2 separate regions of the Mus musculus genome follow, and region 2 is linked to region 1. Evidence: chromatin contacts called from public Hi-C data. All regions are on one chromosome and are shown on one strand. Each heading gives the region's core, a stretch centred on a gene start, on an enhancer-like site or on the middle of the called end of the contact. The rest is flanking DNA. Distances are from core to core; before and after follow the strand shown. Region 1 holds the start of Scimp (SLP adaptor and CSK interacting membrane protein). Region 2 holds the start of Gp1ba (glycoprotein 1b, alpha polypeptide).

Region 1 (5,849 bases), core at 1,253-3,752:
CTGGACCTTACATCAAACTTAATAAATAGGGGCTTGGTCTTCCAGGGTAAAGGAGAACATGAAGTCTGTAACGGGCTTCAGTAGGGATGTGGAGAGCTAGCAAAGGACTTCAGGTGATTTGTAACTATGTATTATGACTGATATAGCTACTTAATACATTTATCGTGGGATATCTAGGATATGCACACATGTTAACACTATATATGGGGCCAATGACTTCAGTAAATTGATACTTACATTTTGCTGTTTAAATATACATTATGACCATTAAATATGTTGCTAAAGAAGACATACTTATGTACAATATCGTTACATATTTACAAATTTGTTTTGGATGATGTTTCCTTTGTGATCTTCTGTAGGTTTGTTTGTTTATGTTGAGAATTAAACCTAGGCCCTTGCACATACATGGCAAAGTCCTTTACCACTAAGCTACAAGTCCAGCCCGTGCCTCTTTAAAATCACATGCAATATTTTACTAAAGGAAATGGGTTAATCAAAGTTCTTGTAAATGAATGTACTGACATTGATTTATATACAGAATTATACATTTTTGGTGGAGGCGGGGATGGGGTGGTTGAGGCAGGGTCTCTCTACATACCCTTGGATGTACTGGAAGCCACTATGTAGATGAGGCTGTCCTTGAACTCACAGAGATTGACTTGACTCTGCCTCTCCAGTGCGTGATTAAAGGTGTGGCTATAAAATGATGTTTCAGTAGAAAACCCTGTGAGGAAGTTTATATTCTGCTTATATTTTATTATATTTTATATTATATTGTATTTATATTGAATTATGGGAACATGCTGTAATCATATCCTTATTCTGTATTCTGGCTTGCTAGCGCACTCTATAATGACATGGTGGTTAGTATTCCACTAAAAACAGTATCAGGGTGGGCAGTGGTGGCACACGCCTTTAATCTCAGCACTTGGGAGGCAGAGGTAAGTGGATCTCTGTGAGTTCAAGGCCAGCCTGGTCTACACATCAAATTCCAGAACAGTCAGGGCTACTACATAGAGAAACCCTGGCTGGGGAAAAAAAAGATGTCAGGTCAGAATGCGAATCCTGTAGAACTAACAAGGCGAGGGTACTTATGCATAATGAATGCCTGTCTCCACTGATATTTAACTCTGTTATGGCTAGCTCTGATGCCTGCATGTGTTAACACAGTGTTTGGGCCAATAACTGGACTGGCAGTTGCCCACACTGTCCTGCTGCTTGCTGCATGTGTGTCTCAGCATGACAGCTTAGCAAGCCGGGACGGCCGCACATTAATCCTGAGTCTGATTTATTATATCATAGGACTCAGTTCTATCCATACATGCTCAGTCCCCACAGCTTATTGCTTATCTAGCAGATTTGTTTACCTACAGTTAGGAAATACATCTATTTGCTAGGAAAAAAGGAAACAGGAACAGGGGAGAAAGGGAGGAAAAGGGGAGGAAGAGATAGATGTAGGGAGAAGGGAGGAGAAGGAAGGGAGAAGGGAGAAGGGGGAGGGGGAGAGGGGAGAAGGCGGGAGGAACTCCATCCTGACACACTTCTGGAGATGCTGATCCTCCCACATGGTCTATGGCATAATACAGGGATTGAAAAAATGATTTCTGAAGAGCTAGTGACATGGCTCAGTGGTTAAGAACAATGACTGCTCTTTCAGAGGAGTCCCAAGTTCCGTTCCCAGCACGGTGTTGTGGCTCACAACCATCTGTAAGTTCAGTTTCAAGGATCTGATGGCCTCATCTCTCCTCCAAGGACGCCAGGCATGTATATGATACGCAGACACACATGCAGGAAAAATTCCCAAACAGAGAAAGGAAAATATTTTCTATAAGAAAAAAAAAAAAAAAGAATTGAGAACATTGATTTCCAGAGGTCAAAAGCAGAAGGCTCCATCGAGGTCTCACGCCAGCTGAACACCTCTGAGTCCCGAGGCTTCTGAAGGTTGGCAAGTGCCTTATAAATCCCAGACACCAGAGGCTGAGTGCCAAAGGCACCGAGAGGCGTGCTGTTCTGATTCTTTCATCCAAGAGCACTGAGAGGTAGCCAGCGTTTACAATACACAGTACAGTGCGGGTCCTCTACCAATCAAATACCAGATATTACAGACACTATGCAGATAGCGATAATTCCTCACACTTCACACAACTCACTCCCAACTGTGACTTCATCCTTCCAGGTAAACTTGCCTTGCCTGGCACACACACTGGAGGAGTAAGGAGATGGCCAGCGTCACTCAGCAGCCACGCCAAGTGAACTCTTCCAGGCCACTCTTTCTCCAGTTGTACCCGGCTGTGTACTACAGCCTCGAGCGACAGTCCCCTCAGCCTGTGCCTGTGGGGTTGCCTATTTGGCCACACGTCTAACAGCAACATGGACAGATGACTATGGTGGGAAAAGCAAGTTGAAGCACTTACCTAGACTGCCGGGGTGTTCACTGGAAGCAGCTGGGGAGACAGCTGTGGACTGAGGGTGTTACTCAAGCACAACTGGGGAGAGGCTTGATCGCCCACATACCCTCACTCACCCTTGGAGGCTGCAGGCACTAGCCTGACCACACTTCCTCTTTCTGGTCCCCATTCTAGTGAAGCTAACTACTCCAGTTTTGTTTTTTGTTTTTTGTTTTTCTGTTTTTAAAAGCTACCTTCCCACTGCCCTTCGTGGCTCCAGCAGAGGCCCATGAAGGCTGGTCGTGGTGTGGAAGGGGGTCCTGAGAGGAATCAGGCTCCAGAGTGAGTGAGTGAGTGAGTGAGGGGGTTGCCCCAGGGGAAGTCTCCCTTAAACTTTCCTGGGCATGGTCATGTGGGACTCAAGAAGAGAGAGGGGGGCCCTAGGTCTACCCAGAGATGCATGGTGGGAAATGGAAGACAGATGCATCATCCCGCAAGTGTGGCTCTTGAACCCCTGGACCTGTTGGCCCAACTTCTGTTTAGAGGAGTCAAGGAGACTCTAAGAGAGTGTCTAAGAGAGCATGGTGGTGATACCTAGAGGGTAGCCTAGGCTGTTCTTGAACTTGTGATATTCCTACTTCTGCCTCCCAAGTACCAGATTACAAGTGCATGCTGTGACACCCGGCCAGTGGACAGTGTTAATTGAATTGAATCATTTCCTACCACACTGTGAGACAGAGTTCCCAGTGATGCTCATAGCCTCTAAAAATGGAAGTTTGGGGTGAGGAAACAAAGAAACTGCCTTGTAGAAGTAGCTGCTTGTGGTGAGTCGTCACTTCATGGCAGCATGGATGTGTGTGAGATGCCTCTCCAAGGGAGGGGTGCGCTGGCACTCAGGAACAATGATGACAACTAAAGTGACTGGGGAAGATTCCCCCACCTGCCCAGAAGATACCCACAGGTAGCATTCACTGGTGTTTACGGTGTAAATATTCCTACCATGGTCAATTTCAAAATATCAACATGGCATCCAGGAACTTGGAATTGGGAGGAAAGTGCACAAGGCTGCTCTCTCTCCCAAGCCTTCTGGGCCAACTGCATTGTATTGTTAGGAGCCACTGTTGAGTACTGCTGGGGGCTAGGACTCTACCAGGGTTTCACTTTCCTGGTCTCAATAGACCTTCACTTAATTCGATTATTTCCTTTGTTTCTTAGAATACTGAAGCGTGTGGAGGTTCTGCCATGGAACCAGTTTTTCATGGTGACCTTCAACTCAGATCTGTCCACACCAAAGGCAAAGCTGGTGCTCTTCCCTACTCACTTAGCTGAAACTTAATTGCTCAAAAATTGTCCTAAGCTAGGCATGGTGGTGCATACCTGTGATCCCAGCACTGGGGAGGCAGAAGCAGGAGGATTGCTGCTAGTTCAGTGTCAGTACGGCTATGTTGTGAAAGCCTGTCTCAAAACAAACAGAAGCCCTACCTTTCAAATAGCAAATTTAAAATTACCTTCTGAGAAGTTAGCCAGAGCCGGGCAGTGGTGGCACATGCCTTTAATCCCAGCACTTGGGAGGCAGAGGCAGGAGGATTTCTGAGTTTGAGGCCAGCCTGGTCTATAGAGTGTGTTCCAGGACAGCCAGGGCTACAGAGAAACCCTGTCTCGAAAAAACAAAACAAAACAAAACAAAACAAAACAAAACCCAGGATAGCCAAGGCTACACAGAGAAACCCTGTCTTGGAAAAGAAGAAGGAGAAGAAGGAGAAATGGAGAAGGAAAAAAGGAGAAGGAGAAGAAAAGTTAGCCAGAGCTCCTATGGGAATAGCATAGCCTAGGCTAGCAGAGCTATGGTCCTTGGCTTGTGCTCAATTTATCCAGTTGCTTTGCTTTCTCTGGGGGTCCCAAATTCAGCTGTGACATTGCAAACTTGATAAATATACCATGTTCAACAATCTGAAGAAAGTTCAAGCCCTAGGAGGCAGAAGATCAAAATTCCCAGCCCAATTTGTCGAGCAACTTTCTGAGTAAACCCTTCCCTTCTGCTGTGGTCTGTTGTTGCCTGTGAAATCAGTTTTCACCAGATGAACATAAAGTTGCTCTCAGGATTCTGCTATGAGATCTTTCTTCTGTTCCTCTCCTTCACTTTTTGATAAATAAAAAATGGCATAAATTTAAGGTACACAATGTAGCACATGACTTGATGCATCTGTTCTGTGGAATGATGACCCCGCCCAAGCTGATTAACAAATACACCACTTTGACATAGTTTAAAAAAATTAAATTAGGATTTTTTTGTTTGTTGGTTTTTTGTTTTTTTGAGACAGGGTTTCTCTGTGTAGCCCTGGCTGTCCTGGAACTCATTCTGTACACTAGGTTGGCCTTGAACTCAGAAATCTGTCTGCCTCTGCCTCCCAAGTGCTGTGATCAAAGGCAAGTGCCACCACTGTCCGGCTTAGGATTTATTTATTTATTTTCTGAGACAGGGTTTCTCTGTATAGCCCTGGCTGTCCTGGAACTCACTCTGTAGACCAGGCTGGCCTCGAACTCAGAAATCTGCCTGCCTCTGCCTCCCAAGTGCTGGGATTAAAGGCATGCGCCACCATGCCTGGCTAGGACTTATTTTTAAACATTTTGTAGTGTATGTATATCTATGTGACTATGCCACATATGTGCAGATGTCCCTAGAGGTCAGCAGAGGGATTAGCTTCTCCAGAGTGGCGTTATAATTGGCTCTGAGCAACCTGATGTGGGTGCCGGAACCGAATCTGGGTTCTTTGCAAGAGCAGCAGGCGTTCCTAACTGCTGAGCCCTCCCCGCAGCTCCCTCCTCATTCTCTGTGTGAGGAAACTTAAGGCAGGCTCTCTGAATTTCGAGTTGTACAGACGGCTCCCAAACCTTTTATTTTTATTTTTTTAGTGTTGGAGTTTGAACTGAGTGAGGGCATTGCTCTTGCCAGGCAGATATTCTACCACTGAGCTATATCGGTTTACTTTTTATTTTGAGACAGGTTTGTCAATAAACTTGTCCAGACTGTTTTTGAACTCTTTGTGAATCCAGGCAAGCCTTGAGAATCCTCTAGCACATACGAAAGCCACACTTTTAATATGTGAAGTGTGAGGATTTACTTCATCAGTCTGTTGCTGGACAGTACAAGGATTAGAGAAAAGAATCAGACGAAAAATCCACCATCGAGAGTCACTGGGGTCTGAGGATGTAGCCTAGAGGTGTGGTAATGGCCTGTAGGGGGAGGTGATGTTTCCCTAATTGGTTCTTGATAAAGAAGGCAGAAACCAATTGCTGGGCAAAGGGTAAATGTGAGACTTCTGGGTCACAGGAGGAAGAGAAAGGGCCAGAGAAAGAGGGCAGGAATTTAGGGTAGCCATACTTAGTCTTCTTTTTGCACTTCTGAAATGCCACCTGCCACCTGCAGCTCTCTGTGGCTAAAGGATGCCTGAAGGGCTT
Region 2 (5,849 bases), core at 1,875-4,374, 170 kb before region 1:
CCAGCCTGGTCTACAAAGTGAGTTCCAGGACAGCCAGGGCTACACAGAGAAACCCTGTCTCGAAAAACGAAAAAAAAAAAAAAAAAAAAAAGAAAAAAAGAAAGTCTTTGAGGTAGCCAAAGTTTTCATTTGGGGGTTGAGGCAGATTCTTTTTAAAATTTTGTTTTAACCAAAAACAAAAAAAAAACAAAAACAAAAACAAACAAACAAAAAAACAAAAAAAAAAACACTATAAAAGTTGGACGTGGTGGCACACGCCTTTAATCCCAGCACTCGGGAGGCAGAGGAAGGAAGATTTCTGAGTTCGAGGCCAGCCTGGTCTACATAGTGAGTTCCAGGACAGCCAGGGCTACACAGAGAAACCCTGTCTCGAAAAACGAAGAAAAAAAAAAAAAGAAAGTCTTTGAGGTAGCCAAAGTTTTCATTTGGGGGTTGAGGCAGATTCTTTTTAAAATTTTGTTTTAACCAAAAACAAAACAAAAACAAAAACAAACAAACAAAAAAAACACTATAAAAGTTGGACGTGGTGGCACACGCCTTTAATCCCAGCACTCGGGAGGCAGAGGAAGGAAGATTTCTGAGTTCGAGGCCAGCCTGGTCTACATAGTGAGTTCCAGGATAGCCAGGGCTACACAGAGAAACCCTATCTCAAAAAACAACAACAACAAAAATTGTTTTATTTCTTGTAATCATATGAGTACACTGTTGCTGTCTTCAGCCACACCAGAAGGTAGCATTGGATCCTATGTCAGGTGGCTGTGAGCCACCATGTGGTTGCTGGGAATTGAACCCAAGTCCTCTCTAAGAGGAGCCAGTGCTCTTAACCACTGAGCCATTTCTCCAGCCCCGGAGGCAGAATCTTATGTAGTTCAGGCTGGCCTCAAACACATACAGCCCAAACTGACCTCATTTTAGCAATCCTCCTGCCTCAACCTCCTCACAGTTGCTGTAATTACAGGTATGAACCACCACATGCAGTGTTTTAAAGACAAGGTATTGCTCTTTTGCCCAGGCTGGAGTCAAACTCCCATCTCAGCCTACAAATTAACCAAGGCTACAGACATGTAGCTCACTGCCTGGCTCTAGCCATTGTTTGTTTGTTTGTTTGTTTAACAAAAGTGCTGGGATTAAAATGTGCAGCATTGCATCTGGCCTAGGTGATGTATCCCTTTCCTGTGGCTTTTATCTGAGACATGTAGCTCACTGCCTGGCTCTAGCCAATGTTTATTTGTTTGTTTGTTTAACAAAAGTGCTGGGATTAAAGATGTGCAGCATTGCATCTGGCCTAGGTGATGTATCCCTTTCCTGTGGCTTTTATCTGGAAACAGATAGCAACACAGTAGAGAAAACATCTTCAAAGGTTCACCATGATAGCTTCCACCTATGCAACCTTCTGCCTCATCTCCTGATACTTAGTTGTTCCATGTAGCAAATTATATAAGTAGCAAGTCTATGAATTAGCTGTATCTGGCTTGTGTCTACCCAATGTGCAGTCATCAGTAAGTAGGCTAAGGTATATGATACCCCTTCTGGGAAGGTAGGATCTTTAATCATTAGATGGGCCAGACAACTAACCAGGCTTGCAAAATCAAAATAGAGTTTCCAGAGGAATGAAGTTTGAGCTGGAACTTGCCAGATATGTAAGAGTTAGGAAGAAGAGAAGGAGTGAAATTCAGTATGAGAGAGAATGATCAGGAGAGAGCAAAGCATTGAACAATGGGGCTGAGCAGGTAGGTGGGCAAGTTTCAGATCCAGTAGGCCTCTGAAGACCCTGTTTAGGTACTTCAGATTGCCTTTTGAGAACTGTCAGGAGGCACTGGTGAGTTCTAGTAGTTGAAAGACTAGCAAATCTGCAGTTCTCCTAGGTGAAATAGAAGGGAAGTTAAAAAAATTTAGAAACCAACCAGAAGGCTACTGCAGCAAAGAAGATAGTGCCTTGGGCTGGGGAGTGGAAGATGGAAGGATTTCAAAGAGACCAGAGTTAAAATCAGGAGGATTTGATAGCAGGGTGTTAAGGTGGAAGGAGTATCAGGAAGTGTTTAAAAGGACCAGGTAACTGAGTAGCTGTGGACAACAGAGGAGGAGAAGCTATTTTTTTTTTTATGGGGCTTCTTTTTTGTTTGGTTTGCGGTCTCAGTATACAGCTCAGGATGGCCCCAAACTCATGATCTTCCTGCCTCTGCTTCCCATGGACTGGTGTTATAGACAGTCCTATACCTCAGGCCAGCAGATGAAGCTATTTGCATAATGAACTTGATTTTTAATATACTTGAGTTTTCGATGTTATTTTGTTGTTGTTGTCATTGTCGTCATTGTTATTATTGTTGTTTTAATGAGAAGGGTCTTCTTTTGTAGCTCAAGCTGGCTTCAAACTCATGGCCTTCCTGTCAGAACCTCTCAGTGATGTACACTGTTTCTATACTTGAAGAACATGTAAGAAGAGAACTCCAAGTGGCATCTAATGTTAAGTATGTAGGCCTCAGGAAACAGGATCTAGACTAGAGATAAAGACTTAAGTCTAGGGCAGAAGTGGTGATTAAATGCACAGCAAAGTATTTCCCAGGCACTTATGGGGTTATGATACAAAAACCTATGAAGCCTCTGGAAGCAGGTTTACTGCTCCAGAAAGCTAGAGGAAGCCACAGAGGAGTCTGAGAAGGACCAACCACACAGGCTAGAGAAAATGAGTGTCACTTGTCACATCCCCAGGAAGGAATAGTCCTGAGTATGGAGGCTACAAAAACAGTTTAGAGAATACCAGTCACGTGCCCAGGGGATGCAGACTAGAATGTCAGCAGTCCCCAGATTCGGGAGGGGCTCAGCTTAGGGTAGGAAGGTGGCATGGAGTGTAAGGAAGCATGACATCTCTAAGAACTGCTATGGAGAAGAGAGGCAGCACTCAAAGGAGCTTTTGAATGCTGGTGGCTAGTAGCTGCAAAGTCTCTAGATCTCTCCGGGGTGGAAGGAAAGTGAGAATGTAAAACCAAAAGGAGGGCTTTGGGGAATGCTGTGCAGAGAGCTGATAAGAGCCTTTGCCCGCAAGGGAGACTGTTCCCTGGGTCACAGGAGCTGATTATCAGGTTGTCATTTCCTCCCCAACTCTATCTCCTTCCTGCTCTTGGGCTGGCTCTCCTTGCAGCTAGTAGAGAGAAGGACCGAGTCATAGCCTGGAAGAAGCTCTGTTCCTCCAAAGGACTGTCTGTCTGACTGTAAGCTGGGGCTGGGACCAGAGGTGGAGAAGGTTCTAAGGAGGGAATAAGAACCAAGGGCTGGAGGCAGGGGTGGAAAAGGAGAGAAAAGTCTGGGAGGTGTGGAAGCTGTTTCTAGATGGGATCCTAAGAACTGCAGCAGTGAAGGGCTAAAAGCTGGGAAAATGATGTAATGGGTGGCATCCCTTTGCCCACAGGTTCATATGGCTCTCCTCATCTTGCTCTTCCTGCTGCCAAGTCCCTTGCATTCCCAGCACACTTGTAGTATCTCCAAAGTGACCAGCCTGCTGGAAGTAAACTGTGAGAACAAGAAGCTGACAGCACTGCCTGCAGACCTGCCAGCAGACACAGGCATCCTCCACCTGGGCGAGAACCAACTGGGTACCTTCTCCACAGCATCACTGGTGCATTTCACTCACCTCACTTATCTGTACCTGGATAGATGTGAGCTGACGAGCCTGCAGACCAATGGTAAACTGATAAAGCTGGAAAACCTGGACTTATCCCATAATAACCTGAAAAGCCTGCCCTCCCTAGGATGGGCATTGCCTGCACTCACTACTCTAGACGTCTCCTTCAACAAGTTGGGCTCACTGTCTCCTGGTGTCCTGGATGGCCTAAGCCAACTCCAAGAGCTCTACTTGCAGAACAATGATCTTAAGAGTCTGCCCCCCGGGCTCTTGTTGCCAACGACCAAGCTGAAGAAACTCAATCTGGCCAACAACAAATTGCGTGAGCTGCCCTCTGGGCTCCTAGATGGGCTGGAGGATCTTGATACCCTCTACCTTCAAAGGAACTGGCTTCGCACAATACCAAAGGGCTTCTTTGGGACCCTCCTCTTGCCTTTTGTTTTTCTCCACGCCAACAGCTGGTACTGTGATTGTGAAATCCTCTACTTCCGTCACTGGCTCCAGGAAAATGCCAACAATGTCTACTTATGGAAGCAGGGTGTGGATGTCAAGGACACAACTCCTAACGTGGCCAGTGTACGATGTGCCAACTTGGACAATGCGCCTGTCTACTCCTACCCAGGGAAGGGCTGCCCTACTAGTAGTGGTGACACAGACTATGATGACTATGATGATATCCCTGACGTCCCTGCCACAAGAACTGAGGTCAAGTTCTCTACTAACACTAAAGTTCATACTACCCACTGGAGCCTACTCGCCGCAGCACCTTCTACTTCTCAAGACAGCCAAATGATTTCTTTGCCTCCAACTCATAAACCCACTAAGAAACAATCTACATTCATCCACACACAGAGCCCAGGTTTCACCACACTCCCAGAGACCATGGAATCTAACCCAACCTTCTACAGTCTAAAACTCAATACTGTACTCATCCCCTCCCCAACCACCCTAGAGCCCACCTCCACCCAGGCTACCCCAGAGCCCAACATCCAACCAATGCTTACCACCTCCACCCTGACTACCCCAGAGCACAGCACCACCCCAGTGCCCACTACTACCATCCTGACAACCCCAGAGCACAGCACCATCCCAGTGCCCACTACTGCCATCCTGACTACCCCAAAGCCCAGCACCATCCCAGTGCCCACTACTGCCACCCTGACTACCCTAGAGCCCAGCACCACCCCAGTGCCCACTACTGCCACCTTAACTACCCCAGAGCCCAGCACCACCCTGGTACCCACTACTGCCACCCTGACTACCCCAGAGCACAGCACCACCCCAGTGCCCACTACTGCCACTCTGACTACCCCAGAGCACAGCACCACCCCAGTGCCCACTACTGCCACCCTGACTACCCCAGAGCCCAGCACCACTTTAACTAATCTAGTGTCCACTATCTCCCCAGTGCTCACTACCACCCTGACCACTCCAGAGTCTACCCCAATTGAGACAATTTTAGAACAATTTTTTACCACAGAGCTCACTTTACTCCCTACCTTAGAATCCACCACCACAATAATCCCAGAGCAGAACAGCTTTCTCAATCTCCCAGAGGTAGCTCTAGTAAGCTCTGATACTTCTGAAAGCAGTCCTTTTCTCAATTCTGACTTTTGCTGCTTCCTCCCCCTGGGCTTCTATGTCCTTGGTCTCCTCTGGCTCCTATTTGCCTCTGTGGTCCTCATCTTGTTGCTGACCTGGACCTGGCATGTGACACCACATAGTCTGGACATGGAACAATCTGCTGCATTGGCCACAAGCACTCACACCACAAGCCTGGAGGTGCAGAGGGCAAGGCAAGTAACTATGCCCCGGGCCTGGCTGCTCTTCCTTCAAGGATCACTCCCTACTTTCCGGTCTAGCCTTTTCCTGTGGGTAAGGCCTAATGGGCGAGTGGGGCCTCTGGTAGCAGGACGGCGACCCTCAGCTCTGAGTCAGGGTCGTGGTCAGGACCTATTGGGCACAGTGGGCATTAGGTACTCAGGCCATAGTCTGTGACAGTGAGTGGAGATCCTACGACTTCACTGGACTCTACTAGGATCTAACTGGGATGGGAGGCTGAGACAATTACAGGACATCCTAGCCATTTCTCCTTTATCTGAAGCCCCCTCTACATCTAGGCACCCAGATCCAGACCTCACAAATCAAGAGGTAGAGGTGATGGAACTGGGTGGTCACAGGATCAGCCTCCCACATTGAGCCTCCACTCAGAACATTGTCAGGCTACATG

The links. Hi-C and Micro-C count contacts between places; a contact is called where the count stands out from the background.
Region 2: a contact with region 1 is called in a Hi-C map of B cells, with 2.1 times the contacts expected there. The contact joins the promoter of Gp1ba here to the promoter of Scimp in region 1. A contact is called at or near these places in 4 of 39 promoter capture datasets (the HPC-7 cell line, cranial neural crest, liver and 1 more), 26 of 484 Hi-C or Micro-C datasets (B cells, the Ba/F3 cell line, CD4 T cells and 19 more), 6 of 115 datasets of contacts at active chromatin or transcription factors (the 230-238 cell line, the SCID.adh cell line, bone marrow-derived dendritic cells and 3 more) and 4 of 9 other capture datasets (adipose tissue, liver, macrophages and 1 more).

What each region holds. Positions count from the first base shown.
Region 1 is chr11:70,810,059-70,815,907 of GRCm38.p6, forward strand. It overlaps Scimp (SLP adaptor and CSK interacting membrane protein), which reads right to left and starts at 2,503. Exons shown (of 5, transcript NM_001045526.2): 1 at 2,418-2,503.
Region 2 is chr11:70,635,998-70,641,846 of GRCm38.p6, forward strand. It overlaps Gp1ba (glycoprotein 1b, alpha polypeptide), which reads left to right and starts at 3,125. Exons shown (of 2, transcript NM_010326.3): 1 at 3,125-3,201; 2 at 3,407-5,849. The coding sequence starts at 3,413. The coding sequence ends at 5,617. It overlaps Gm12315 (a long non-coding RNA gene), which reads right to left and starts at 205. Exons shown (of 3, transcript XR_001780246.2): 1 at 1-205.